Linked DNA regions of Mus musculus: all the other regions are linked to region 1. Evidence: chromatin contacts called from public promoter capture Hi-C and targeted proximity ligation data. All regions are on one chromosome and are shown on one strand. The core of a region is the stretch at or near the end of the contact, and the rest is flanking DNA. Distances in the headings are between cores, read along the strand shown.

Region 1 (2,700 bases), core at 33-2,532:
AGGAGGGGTGGTTGAAATAGGCAGCAGGATGAAGCCAAAAGCGAGATTAAAAAAAAAAAAAAAGCCACAAGAGAAGGCACTTAGCTTAATGGAAGTGGAAAAGCATTTTCAAAGAAAGGGGCTGCAAGCAGCAGGGAAGAAGCAACTTAACCTTAAAAAAAATTTTTTAAAAGCCTCTTGGGACGATTGGGGCTCAGCCCACGACAAAGACAGATAAAGCTGCGAAAAGTCCTCCAGAATGGTTCCAAAACCTTTACTTTGTCATCCAGAATCCAAAAGCTTTGATTGGACAGCTGAAACACTTCAATTTCTCTATCCTTACATCACGTCTAACATGGCCATTAAGGGAAGAGAAGGCCATTCTTAAATCCAATGGGCACCCCGTTCCAAAACTCTGATTCTTCTTCAAGAAGGAAGGAAGAGCCTCATCCAAACATCTCCAACTGAGGGGAAGCGACTAGCAGGCCAGTCCCCGTTCCCGGTGTCGCCCAACAACCGTTTATTTCAGCTCCACTGGAAATCTGACCCGCACAATGGCATCTGGGGGACAGAGAACGCCCACCTCAGGGCTCCTGCGGACTGGAAGGCCATCTGGCTCCGGTCTAGTTCCCCACTCCCCGAAGTTCTGCTCTTGGACCAGTTCTTCCCAAGAACATTTTTAGTTTCGTGGACCCCGGATTTCCCGGTTAACGTCACCAGGCTGCTTAAGTCTTAGGACTCCGCAGGGACGGCGGAGCCTATGGCCCCAGGGACGGCGGTGGGCGGGGAGGGGACCCCGATCTCCTAGTGCCGCCGGCCTCGGCTTGGCGGGACTGACGCGTCTCCAGAGAGGGGCCAGGGACCGTGAGCCTCTCCTTCGCAGCCCGCAGCTCCGCTCGGGGCTCGGCCCGCGAGGAGGACACCCGTCGGGGGCTCCGGTGTGCCCCCCTCCAGTCCTCCACAAGTTTCCAAAAGAAGCCCAGCGCCGTCTCCCGAGTCTCCTGTTGCCCTCCCTCCCAGCAGTCGCACAGCAAGGACTTCCCGGGCATGTCCTTCTCTCTACCTTGTCTCTTCCCGCACCTCCCTCTCTACTCCCAGGTCCTTTACAAGATTTCTGGTACATGAGAGATTAAAAAAGAAAAAAGAGACAAACAAACAAAAAAGACCACTCACAGCTTCACTACATTCTCCACCACAGCCGCCATCTTCCCTGTTCCTCTCCCTCAGGCCGGGAGGCCCCGAAACCTACAACGCGCAGGCGCTAAGCCTTCTCAGGACACAGGGTCCTCGACCCTCTGCGCAGGCGCAGCTAGGGGGTGCGCGCACGCACAGGCCCACGAGAGCGAGCGCTCGAGAACGACCTGTCCTGAAGGAGCCTAGGATCCCAGTGCGCAGGCGCGATTGGAAAACTTACATGCCCTCTGCAGCTCATTCTAGAGATCCGTCTCCCCTCCATTTAGTGACGCCTCAGCTAGGAGATCTGGCTCGGTTGGAAAGTGAGAAAGGTAAGTGAAAAGGCCACGCGGATAGGCTAGAAGTTGCAAACAGTGTCCTGCCTGGCTGGCCGTTAGCCACGAGGTTGACACACAGGGAGAGATTGGTGGGTAGGTAGTGAAAGGTCAGAGTCCCAGTCCTTTAGGTACCTCTGTTCCCAGTCAGCCCATTTTAGAGAATGGAAAGTGAGTGCCCAAAATGGGCTGTTCTTGGGCCTGACTCTCATTCGGACAATTCCTGCCAGTAAACCCGGTCCTTGAACTTCACTGGCACCCACCTCTTCTCTCTTGCTTGCCTCTCTCTCCCTCTTCCTCTCCCTCTCTCTCCCTCTCCCCTCTCCCTCTCTCTCCATTCCTTTGCTCTGTATGTCTGTCTTTGTGTGCGTGCATGTGCCATAGCATATGTGTAAGAGTGAGAGAGCAGCTTGGGGATGTGAGTTCTTTCATTCTACTTTGTACCTGGGGGATGGTGGTCAGGTTGTCAGGCGTGGTGCCCAGAGTCCGTATCTGCTGTGTCATCCCACAAGCCCTTGATTGCTATTACCAAGCCATTCTCCACATTGAAAGTTTTCACTGGTGTGACTAGCCCTCTTAGTTCTATACTATTTATTTCTCCTTCAGTATCGAGTTATGCAAATCCATGAACAAACATGTTTCCCCTTAAAGAAGAAACCAGCCGGGCGGTAGGGGCACACACCTTTAATCCCAGCACTTGGGAGGCAGAGACAGGAGGATTTCTGAGTTTAAGGCCAGCCTGGTCTACAAAGTGAGTTCCAGGACAGCCAGGGCTACACAGAGAAGCACTGTCTCAAAAAAACAAAAGCAAAAACAAAAACAAAACAAGAAGAAGAAGAAACCAACAGGACTCCCTTAAGCCCATTGGCACTGCATCTCAGCCCATTTCTTTTCACTCTTTCTAAGCAGATTTTCATTCGTATTCTGTACTGCCCTGTTTTCCTAGGCTCTCTTCTGCTTACTGAGTGCTTTTGTTCCCACCAGGCCTTTTGAAATAACTCCTAACAAAGTCACCAAACCTCGGTTTCAATGGATTTAGAAGCGATCTACTCTCTGTCCATGTTGGACCTGATATATATGTGTATATGTATATGTATGCATAGATTGTCTTTTTTTCTTTAGGAGGTAGGAGGATTGCCACAAGTTCAAGGCCCATGCAGGCTACACAAGCTCCAAGCCACTGGGGCTACATAGAAAACCTGAGGGACAATAG
Region 2 (2,700 bases), core at 114-2,613, 1.6 Mb before region 1:
AAAACTCGAAGCTGAGAGCCCTGATGTGGAGGCCAGGTGACACTGCACAAGCCATTCCAGTCTGAGTTGTTTCCCCTCTCACACACACACACCTTGTTCTATGGGAACAAAACTACACCTGTCTCACTCGCTCTCTGGTCTCCTGTGCAGCTCAAATAGGAAGATAAGTCTATTTACCATAATATACTGGACAAGCCCCAGCTACACCTCTCACATCCTGCCCTGTTCTGCACCCACATCCTGGACAGTTTAAACTTTGATACCAGGTGCGATGACATCAGTTGTCTTGTAGAGAGGTGGCAGCATGGTCCATCTGCTGTAGGATGGGAGGTCCCCTGGTCAAAAGTACCCATAAGGAACCACAAGTGGGGAAAAGGGTAAAGTAGGGACTTCCCTCACCCACCGGAGCGCAGCCCTCAGGAATGGTACACTGCACTGTCCCCAGAAAGCACTCTCAAACCCAATCCCATAGTGACCCCACCATAGGGGAAGGCAAAATAAATAAATAAATAAATAAATAAATAAAAGTCTTCAAATTGGTCCTCTTCACTCCACAAACCTCACAAGAGTGTTACCCACTCCACGGGGAGTGGATAGGGTAGTGGAATACCAACGGGAGCAACAGACTGTGTGATACAATCGGGTAAACAGAGGCAGACTTGAGGAAGGGAACCACAAGGGAACACGAGAGGGTAGAGGGCAGAGCCAAGCATCAGGGTGGAAAGAAGGCTGCAGCAGAGTCAGGGGCTGACAGCGACCAGGCCGGGCAGTGAGATACAGGAAGCGGCAGGGCGGCCCAGGGCTAGGAGCTTGGACTTGGGGCGCCCAGGGCTTGCGGACACCAAGCCTTGCGGCGGCAGGGACAGAGGAAGTCTCCGGGTCCTGGGGCGGCCAGAATAATGGGGTCTCCGGGGCAGAAGGTCCCCGGAGTAGAAGGGGTTCCCGGGTCCTGGGGCAGAAGGTCCCCGGAACCTGGGGCGGAGGGGGTCCCTAGGGCACGGGATCCCGGGGCGGCGCGTGGGGCCCGGCACAGGCGGGCTCACCTGGGCTCTGGCAGCAGGATCTTCTTGCTGGCGCGCGCGGCCGGCGTGGCCTTGCTCTTCTCCATGGCCATCAGGTAGCTCACATCGGCCAGCACCGCCTCCAGGTCGGCCATCTTGGCGGCGGCGGCGGCGCTGTTCCTCCCGCCGCCCGAGGCTCCGCTCCGCTCCCGCTCGCTCGGCCCGGCCCGGCCCGCGCGGCTTGTGGGCCTCGGCGCCGCCGCCGCCCCGCCCGGTCCTCGCTCGTCGCCGGCTCACAGGCGGCGCCGCCCCATGGCGCCGGCTCGGGCCCGGCCCGGCTCGCGCTCCGCTCCCGCCGGGACTGCAGTCGGGGCGCCGCCGCCGCCGCCACCACCACCACCACCCGCTCGCCCGCGCCCCGGAGCTGCCGCCGCCGCCTCCGGCCCCGCCTGCCGCGCACAGCGCCAGCGAGCCGCCGAGGGGCCGAGCCGGGCGGGCGGCGGGCGGGCGGGCAGGCGACAGCGCCCCCTAGAGGCTGCACCGCTCGGGTCCGAGACACGGGTCTCAGTCCTGGTTTGTTACCTGAGTCTTCCACCAAGGACTCTAGGATGACCTCAGACCCCAAGCCATGACCACAAACGCGGATCCCATCTCAGCATGCTAGACTGCACGCTCCACTAGGGCCAAGACCGTGGGTCCTAACAAGAATCCTGACACCGACCAAGACTCCTATACTCAAATTTCTGAACATTCTCTCAGAGTCACACCATCATTACCACCCCTGACTCCTGACCTGACCAGATGACAATCCTGACTTCAAACTCCCAACAGGACCCCAGACTCAGAGCTTGGGCCGCACTCCTGACATGAACGTTTGTTGTTGTTCTTGTTTTAGAGAGGGTATCCCCGTGTAGCCTTGGCTAGTCTGTAACTCACTATGTAGACCAGGCAGACCACTAATTCACAGCGATCTGCTTTCCTCTGCCTCCCAAGTGCTGAAATGGATTAAAGGCATAGTCCATTAAACCACACTCTGATGAACGCCGAACTCATTAATTGATCGATCGATTGACTGATCAGTTGATTGATTGTGTATGCACATGTGGAGGTTAGAGGACAGACAATTTGACCATCAGTTCTCTCTTTTTACCACATGGGTCTCTAGGGATGGAACTCAAGGTCCTCAGGCTTGGTGGCAAACATTTTACCCACTGAGCCCTTCTGTGCCTTCTTCCTTGGCCAACTCCTGTCTACTTTACCTGGCTAGCACACGAGAGGCAAAAGCAGGTGTCTTTCTGTAAAGTCAAAGCCAACCAGGGCTATAGAGTGAGACCCCGTCTTAAGCAAATGAGTGAAAGCAATTTAAACTGCACACCTCTCTAGAGCACCTCTTTGCTTTCCAGGCTGCCAGGACACTCCCACCCCAGGCATGGACACTTAGAACCTGATTCTCCTGCCAGTTCGTGTCCAGCAAAGCAAGTATCCCGACTCCCCTGACTTCTTGACTCCTTCAGAAGAAAACAAATCCTATTAGGGGAGAAAGGTTGTCAGCGGACGACATCTCTAGACAGATCCTGCCTCTACTTCTCCTTTCCTAGGTCACCACTACAGCCTCCTGAGAGTCCTCTGACCTGTCCATTTCTCAGGGTTCCTAAAACTGCCCTCTGATACAGGCTCTGACCAGAATGGCTGTCCCCAA
Region 3 (2,700 bases), core at 172-2,671, 1.8 Mb before region 1:
GTATTTGGGGGCTCACATGTGACATCATGCTTGTATGAGGTCAGAGGACAACCTGCAGAAGTCACTTCTCTCCTTCTACCATCTGGGTCCTGGGGATCTGACCCAGGCCATCAGGTTGGCAGCAAGCACTCTATCCACTAAGCCACCTCACCAGCAGAAGACGGTCCCCCCTCCTGAGCCCCAGTGATTGTTTAATCCTGCCTGCTTCTATTTACCACGTGCCCCTGCTCACAGATTAGTCTTATATTAGTTTATCCTAAGCTTTTCCATCTAGCATCCCTCTTGCCAGGCTCCTTCCAAAGCCTGTTCTCTATCTCCATCTCTCTAATTTTAAGACAGGGTCTCATTGAGTGTCCTGAGCTGGCCTTGAACTCATGCTGTAGCCCAGCTTCACCAGCGGCTGAGACTGTAGGCATGGGCCACCAGGCCCAGCTTGTAGATCCCCTTTTCAAGCACAGCTGATCACTACCACCACATGCCTGCCCTCTGCTCTCAGCATTTACCCCTCACCACATCAGACTAGACTCTCTGCCTGCTGGCTTAACACCACTGGCCAGAGGGCATACATTCATTCACAGAATTCTTGCTTTTGGCTTCACTGGTATCAGCTCCACAACTGTGATTAGAGATCTACAGCAACAAAGCAGGGGAACCTAGAGGTATGGAGTGCCTTAGGGAGGGGCACCTGAACTTGGTGCCCAGATATAAAAGCAATGCTACCATCTATCAGAACGCTGACATAGGAGTTTGGTCTGGAAAACTGGATCTCTGGGACTCTGTGTTTTTTTTAGTTCCAGGACCTCAGTTTCCCTATGTAAACAATGAGAATTGTCCTAGATGGTTTCAGAAGGCCCCTTTACTCAAAACTGCATGAGCTTTGAACCTTCAGGTACGGGTATCAGCACTGAGGTCACACCCACACCAAACCATTTTGAGATGACTGACACCCACCCCTGTCCAATGCAGTCCTAAAGCAAAGCCAAGGGGCGGAGTAGACATATCTGAATTAACTCCCACTTAAATCCAGACCAATCAGCGTCGAGCTCGGCATGTGAGAGGTAGCCTGACTGGCAGCTGCTCTCTGGGCATGCGCAACCTCTCACCTACGGCCTCCTCCCGCCTCGCATGCGCACCGCGCTTCAGAAGAGACGCTGGGAAAGTGGGGAGAGGATGGACACAAACCTTAGTGCCATCCTGAAAGTCCGGCAACTCTCCTCGGCCCTCCTGTATCACACGCTTTTGGATCCCGTCCTCTCGAAGTCTTGCGATGAGATCCGCCATCCTCCTTCCCCGCTGCTCCCTTTCGGCAACTTCCGGACTCGCTCGGTAGCTTCCGGACCTGTTTCGGCAACTCCTAGCGCCTCGGCAGCTTCTGAGCAAGCGCCATTTTGACTGAGGGCAGAAGCCAAAAAAGGGAGGGAATGAAGAAAAGAGCCGTGATTGGTTCCTAATGCTACGGCTTTAACGCGGCACTGGGGGCGGAGCCTGAGCCTGCTTAGGGGCGGGCCTTTGGTTGTCCCTCCCCTGCCAGTTGTGCTTAGTTGGCTTTATAGGGGTTGCAGCTCTCCTAGCTGTGTGCCACTCCATTTAAGTTGTAGATGCCCTATTATCGGCACTTCAGTTAGAAAAATGAAAAACGAAAAACACCGCTTCACCTGTGTATTCCCTTTGGGCCTTTTTTGTTTTGCTTTGTTTTGTTTTTTAGAGGCAGGGTTTCTCTGTGTAGCCCTGGCTGTCCTGGAACTCACTTTGTAGACCAGGCTGGCCTCAAACTCAGAAATCCGCCTGCCTCTGCCTCCCAAGTGCTGGGATTAAAGGCGTGCGCCACCACCGCCCGGCCCCTTTGGCCCTTTTATTTTGCATACTTTAGCATAAGTTATAACATCTAGATTCTGGACTCTAGATTCACTTGTCTTAAGAAAAAAAAGGAAGGAAACCCGGTGTGGTGACACATACTTCTCTGTAGTGTCTTCATCCCTTATATCATAACCAGGAAGATTATTTTCTTTCCCCTGAGCCCCAAGTCACATACTCTGACTGCTTCACTTTCCAGCAAAAAGTCTTGAGGGGCTGGAGAGATGGCTCAGCAGTTAAGGGCACTGACTGCTCTTCCAGAGATCATGAGTTCAAATCCCAGCAACCACATGGTGGCTCACAACCATCTGTAATGAGATCTGATGCCCACTTCTGGTGTGTCTGAAGATAGCTACAGTGTACTTATATAATAAATAAATAAATAAATCTTAAAAAAAAAAAGTCCTCAGAGAGGGGACTTTCTGAAGGGAAGAGGAAACATGCTTGGGTTTGTTTTCTATCAACACAGAGAGCTTACAGGCGAGCTAAGTAGTCTGCTGTACTCATCTTGCAGAAAGTACAACAGAAGGAAAGCTGACCGATATGGCTGATAAGTATACACCAGAGCATGAAAGATGTAGATAGATAAAAATAATAACATATTATCCAGGTTGTTGTGGTACACGCCTTTAACCCCAGCACTTGGGAGGCAAAGGCAGGTGGATCTCTGAGTTCAAGTTCAGATTGGCCTACAGAGGGAGTTCCAAGACAGCAAGAGAAACCCTGTCTTGAAAAACTAATGATAACAACAATAACAACAACAATAATAATAAATAAAATGTTAAGCTAGGGACTGAGAGTGTAGCTCAGTGTTGGAACATTTGCCTAGCATTTGAGAGGTCCTGG
Region 4 (2,748 bases), core at 34-2,533, 1.0 Mb after region 1:
GCCCATGAAGAGGGCCCCCAGCTGTCGCCATGGGAACAGAGTCTCCAGAGCCTCTGAGGCCAGTAACTGACAGCAGGTCTTCCTCTTGGGAACCTGGGAGCGGCTTGGCAAGTCTAGCTCCCACCCAAGCCAGGAAGCAGGCTAACCTCAACCTGCAGGCAACTCTCAACCCCGAGCATAAGCATGATCCTCTCCTCAGTTTTCTCCAGATGTACTCCAGGAGGTACTCTCAAGTATTCAAGAGCATACTGAGGAACCGGGAGGGGGCTAAGGGGGGCCAAGGGGGGCGGAGGCAAAGGATATGGCCACTCTCTCAGGAGTTTCCACATGTCCACACATGCTCACACTCTCCTGGGAACCTTCCACTCACACATGGCCTTTAACCAGTCCCAAGTTCTCACATACTCCCAGCAAAAGAGCACACTCAATAAGCAAACTCACACTCAAGTCTTCTAATCCCTCACCACACTCTTGTAAGGGAGTCTCTCACCTCTGACACGCCACCCCCTCCAGCTTTAGCAAGCCCAGTCCAGCCACGCCGTGCAGGGCGCGGCTCCACCTCTTTTGCACCCCAAACCTGCAAGGTTCATTCTTACACTCCAGCTACCGCAGAGTTCACCACCTCTCGCGACCTCCAGGGCCGCCCCCCACCCCCCATTAACCTGCGCACACCTATGGGAAGTTGCCTGAAGTTACTAATCTCCCCTCCCCCCATTGCCCGCGGGGGACTTCTATCAGGTTATCAGGAAGTAAGAAGAGGCGACAAGGAAGAAGTTCTCCCTCGCGCTACGATGACCTATGACCCAGAGAGGAGGGTGGCCCAAAGCCCCTGCAAGCGCCCCCACGTGGCCTCAAGGGACCCTTTCAATTCCAGCCCACCCCGAGGACTCCCGCAATGCTCAAGGATCGATCTGAACGCTGCCCGGGGACTCGCTCCAAGGCCCGAGGCTAACTGGAGGCCAGGACCTGAAGCCAGTCCTGACCCGGCCGACGCACCAGGCGCGACCCCGCCCGCAGCCCGCCCCCCGCCCGCGCTTGCACATGGCCCCCGCCGCGCCCGCCCACCCCCGCGGCCGCCTTCCCCTCCGCCCCCGGACCTTGGGCTCCGGCAGGGCTGGCGGGCAGGCATGGGGGCCGAGCGGCCCGGAGCGCCGGGGTGAGCGGGGGCCGCCTCCTCCGGCCGCACCGCCCCGCCGCGCTGCGTCCCCCCTCACTCGGCGGCGCCGCTGGCTGCTTGTAGGACACAAAAGGACATCGCGGCTGCTTCCTACTCCGCTTCCTCCAGCTGACAGCGGAGGCGGGGCCGGCCTGCGCATGCAAAACAGGGGGTGGGGCCAGGTGCCCTATGCTAATATCCGAGGGAGGCGGCGGCGCCTGCGTACCCGGAGGACAGCGGGCAGGCCTTGTCGATACACACGCGTGCGCGGCCTCCTGTGGGCGGGGCCTGAACCTAGGGGAGGAGCGAAGACTAGGAACTGGTGCGGGAGAGAAGCCGGAGCACCCTTGCATCACGAAGGAGGGCGGTGCTCTGCCTTATAAGAGTGGGCGTAGCTGTTCAGTGAACTCACTCTGTGAGGGCGTTGAACGTGTATGTAAATGAAAGGCGGGTTTATGTAACTGCATATGCATAAGGGGTGGGGCCTAACAGGGTGCTGCTCCCCACCCCACCCCATTATGTTGATGGGACACTTGACAGATTTGGTAGATCAGCACCCCTGAGGACCCTCAAGTGGAGAAGCAGACCTAAAACATGCAAGTAGCCCTGGTTTGCGAGTTCCTCAAAGGCAGAGGTGAGACACGAGCGGACAAAACTCAAGGTCACTGCGGTGACCGAATGAAGGTCACGGGGAAAGGCGGGGCCACGTGCGTCCGCCTCACGCAAGCAGCCACGCACTGACTCTGGGACCATGCATAGACTCTTTAATTTCTCTAGGATTCAAATTCCATGCAGATGAGGTTGAGCTTGGGTTCGAGGGACCGGAAAGGACACGGAGCGGACGTCTCGTCGGCCACTTGAGCTGGAGGTTCACTGATCCAAAAAGTACAGCCTCTTGTTCCTGCGCTTCCTGATCCCTTCGATGTATCCCTGCAGCTCTTTAGTCATGAAGTGGTTCCTGCCAATCGTGGACCTATATGCTAGGGAGAGGGAAGAGCTGAGCTCAGGGCCATGAACAGCAGCAAAGGGCTTCCCCCATTTGAGGAACCACAGGTGATTTGAGGTGGCATTTAGTGCTGGATTTGGATCTGTGTTAGTTTGGGGAATTTTGGGTCTCCTAGGTGCGATGTGAAGAATGGAGGGGAAGAAGGCTGAAGAAGTTGCTGCAAGCCTGAACAGAGGCAGTGAGACCCAACCTCCTCCTGAGCCGCTCACTCTAACTAGTTATCTGGCCCTTTCTTCCCTCTATGTGCTCATATACCATGAGCAGAAGGTTACGCAGATAATCCAATATCCAGTACATTTACCCAAAAAAAATCCCGATGTGTCACAGCTCCCACACCTGGGAGTGAAGCAAAGCTACCCAAAGGCTGTCACTCCACTGAACAAGCAGAGAAAACAGACTTGCTAGAAAGGGGCTTATTTTAAGTCCTCTGAGTCACTCACTCCATTGAGTCGGCCTGTGCCTACTCTCTTGACTTTTAATTTTTAGGGCATCCTTGTGAGTGCTAAGGGGATCTGACAAGACTACATATCCTGAAACTCCACAGCCCCAAGCCCTGCCAAAGCCACCAGGATCTTTTGTGGAAGCT
Region 5 (2,771 bases), core at 132-2,631, 1.0 Mb before region 1:
GACAGGTGCAGGGGGAGGGGGAGGGGGCTGGGGGGGAGGGTGGATCATCCCAGGCCTCATTCCATTCAGCTCAGGCTTCTCACCCCCCCCCCCCCCCCCCGCAGTCAGCTCCTGTCATCTAACACAGCGGAAACGATCTGCTTGTAAATTCTGGGGTTCTCAGGTCTGCAATGCCCTCTACTTTCCTAAAAGCACGCACAATTGGCAAAAGGCAGGTTCCATGGCTTCATGGTGCTCACCCTAAGCCTGGCCTTCAGAACCCCAAAAATTCCTCAGTTCGGATGGAATCATTTTCTCTTCAGGGAACCCAGGTGTCCTGCTCCCTCCTCTTGGTAGCCAGGGGTGAAATGATCCAGGGAAGGAGGGGGCAGTGCCCTGCAAGGCTGAGCCTGGGCAATGGCTGCCCTCATGGCCCTCTTGAGCTCCCACAAAGGCGCTGCCTCAGCACAAGTGTCCATGTGGGAGCCTGGGTTAGGTTACTGGTAAGGGGAGCCGGGGCTCCCCTCCTCCTGACCTTCTGGCCTTTTCAGCAGACTCAGGGCTTCTAGACAGGGAGGGGAATCTTGGGAAAGAGTGGGGTGAGGCAAGGAACAAAGACCCTCAGATGGGGGCATTCTTTTCTTCCTCAGTACACAACAGGCTGCCTGCCTATCTGTGCCCTTTTCTGGGCCTCAATTTCCTCCATTGTCAAGCCAGTAGAGGGATCCACCCATAGCAGAAGACAGAGTAGAGGATGGGAAAGAATATGAGACAGCTGTTCTCTCCTACACCCCAAATCCACTGGTTGTGTGTCTGGCATGTTCTCCTCAGGATGGGGTCTAGGGATACTTAACTGGAGACTAAAGGAACATAACTTTCTGAGAACCCCTCACCTCCCATCCAAGAATGAGTTGGGTCTCTTGGACCTTGTCCAAAATCCACTTTCACCAACACAAGAGGGGCAGTGGGCTTAAAGTTATTGGGGAGTCACTGAGGGACTCCACGGTGTCCTTGATATCCTAAATCCCTATGAGAACTCTTCTGATCTTTGAGGACAGCATATAGCTGGTGGGCAGAGCCTGGTTTGGGGAGCTGCACTCTAGATTACAGCCAGGCTCTGACCTTGAACTGCCCAGATGCCCGAGAAGAACTGCCTGGCCTCCCAGCCTCAGTTTTTGCCTTTGGGAAATGGGTGAGCACTCACTTTCCGCTGCTGTTTCTCCCAGGCCGGGTCCAACAGCAAGTCGCGGTCCCAGTCCTCCTCCTGTTCCATGTACTCGCCGCCCCCACCGCCAGAGAAGGGCCCCTCCCCGGCCCCCAGACCCTCGGGCTGCATAACCATCATCATCTTGCTCAGGCTCTTGGCTCCGCTCTGCTTCACTGGGCGAGCTCCTGCACACTCAGGCCGGGTTAAGTAGGGCCCGGTCCAGCCCCCAGATCGGGTTCGTACTAAATATGGGGTACGTGGGTGGGGCCAGATAGGGGGCGAGGGAGGTTGGGAACTGGACCAGAGAAGAGATTGTGCTGGAGTCAAAGATTGCGGAATCGCGGGGGATGCTGGGATGACTACTGGCCTAGATAGTGGGTTCGCATTTTAGCTCTGTGGTTAACTTGCTGTGTGATCTTGGGACAGCCATGGACTTTGTTTCCTCATCTATTAAGTGGATTCCAAGTGGTGGCTGTAGGCATCCTAAAGGCTGCCCCTTGGACCTGAGTCTGTCCCTCCTAAGCATTGCGCTCGAGAAACAGACCCCTATTTCTATTTCACAGTCTGTAACAGCAAGTCAACAAGTTGTTTGGGGAGTTTTCTAGGGTGATGGAGACACCCGAGCATGGGGAAAGGCTCAGGGCCAGATGATAGGGCCAGCCAGGTCTATTAATACCGGGGCGGCTGTAGAGGAGTGTAGGGAGAATGTGCTGAGCCGGGAAACCCCGACGCCCCGGGGGCTGCAACTCAATCCTCATGGAGTGGCAGCAAGCCACACCAGGGGCGGCTACTGCAGTACGCTGGGCGGACTGCTTCTTTTTGACACCTGGGCAGCATCACCAATCAGATTTTCGAACATCTGGTCAGTTAGCCAATCACTTCTCCGTATCTGTGGCCCCTCCCTATAAGTCTGGCGCGCGCAACGCACCCCCTGCGGAGCTCCTATTGGTTGCAGGAGACGTCAGTTCGCTGCTAGGCCCTCCCCAATGCGGAAGCAGTGGGATCCCAGCGATCGGAAAGCCGGTGGGTCCGACCATGGGGGAGTCCTGGGCAGCTCGGGGCGCAGAAGGAGCGCCCGCGCGGATGCCACTGGTACTCACCGCGCTGTGGGCCGCCGTCGTGGTCCTGGAGCTGGCCTACGTGATGGTGCTGGGGCCTGGGCCACCCCCGCTGGGACCACTGGCCCGGGCCTTGCAACTGGCGCTAGCTGCTTATCAGCTGCTCAATCTGCTGGGCAACGTGGTGCTCTTCCTCCGCTCGGATCCCAGCATTCGGGGGGTGATGCTGGCTGGCCGCGGCCTGGGACAGGGCTGGGCGTGAGTGTTGGGCTCCGGGAGTCGGCGGGCAGAAGCAGGGGGTCTGGTGGTCGCTGGTACCAAGAAAGGACCCAGAACTTGAGGTGTCAGTAACCAGATGACGTTAGCATCCGGGTTGTTAGAGCCATAGAACTCCTTTAGAGCCTGGCACCCGCTACTTATTCATTCAGATATTGAGCAGCCACTGTTCCTAGGACTCAAGTGAAAACAGATGCCCGACCTCCTGGAGTTGATTTCAGTGGCGGAAGGTGCAGATAATAAAGATAATA

What was found. Promoter capture Hi-C pulls out the DNA fragments that hold promoters and counts their contacts.
Region 2: a targeted proximity ligation map of astrocytes shows a contact between it and region 1, with 4 times the contacts expected there. A contact is called at or near these places in 1 of 39 promoter capture datasets (liver) and 1 of 130 datasets of targeted methods (astrocytes).
Region 3: a contact with region 1 is called in a promoter capture Hi-C map of liver, with 2.3 times the contacts expected there. A contact is called at or near these places in 1 of 39 promoter capture datasets (liver) and 1 of 130 datasets of targeted methods (pancreatic cancer cells).
Region 4: a promoter capture Hi-C map of pre-B cells shows a contact between it and region 1, with 3 times the contacts expected there.
Region 5: a promoter capture Hi-C map of liver shows a contact between it and region 1, with 2.1 times the contacts expected there. A contact is called at or near these places in 1 of 39 promoter capture datasets (liver) and 1 of 9 other capture datasets (liver).

What each region holds. Positions count from the first base shown.
Region 1 is chr19:5,911,589-5,914,288 of GRCm38.p6, forward strand. It overlaps Dpf2 (D4, zinc and double PHD fingers family 2), which reads right to left and starts at 1,283. Exons shown (of 11, transcript NM_011262.5): 1 at 1,153-1,283. The coding sequence starts at 1,184. Gm42067 (predicted gene, 42067) reads left to right here and starts at 1,366. Exons shown (of 2, transcript NR_168272.1): 1 at 1,366-1,484.
Region 2 is chr19:4,304,859-4,307,558 of GRCm38.p6, forward strand. Grk2 (G protein-coupled receptor kinase 2) reads right to left here and starts at 1,364. Exons shown (of 21, transcript NM_001290818.1): 1 at 1,044-1,364. The coding sequence starts at 1,156.
Region 3 is chr19:4,120,154-4,122,853 of GRCm38.p6, forward strand. Aip (aryl-hydrocarbon receptor-interacting protein) reads right to left here and starts at 1,422. Exons shown (of 6, transcript NM_001276284.1): 1 at 1,183-1,422. The coding sequence starts at 1,281.
Region 4 is chr19:6,920,525-6,923,272 of GRCm38.p6, forward strand. Esrra (estrogen related receptor, alpha) reads right to left here and starts at 1,284. Exons shown (of 7, transcript NM_007953.2): 1 at 1,098-1,284. It overlaps Catsperz (cation channel sperm associated auxiliary subunit zeta), which reads right to left. Exons shown (of 5, transcript NM_001039494.2): 5 at 1,902-2,136. The coding sequence ends at 2,027.
Region 5 is chr19:4,876,528-4,879,298 of GRCm38.p6, forward strand. It overlaps Actn3 (actinin alpha 3), which reads right to left and starts at 1,382. Exons shown (of 21, transcript NM_013456.2): 1 at 1,184-1,382. The coding sequence starts at 1,327. It overlaps Zdhhc24 (zinc finger, DHHC domain containing 24), which reads left to right and starts at 2,141. Exons shown (of 3, transcript NM_027476.3): 1 at 2,141-2,502. The coding sequence starts at 2,222.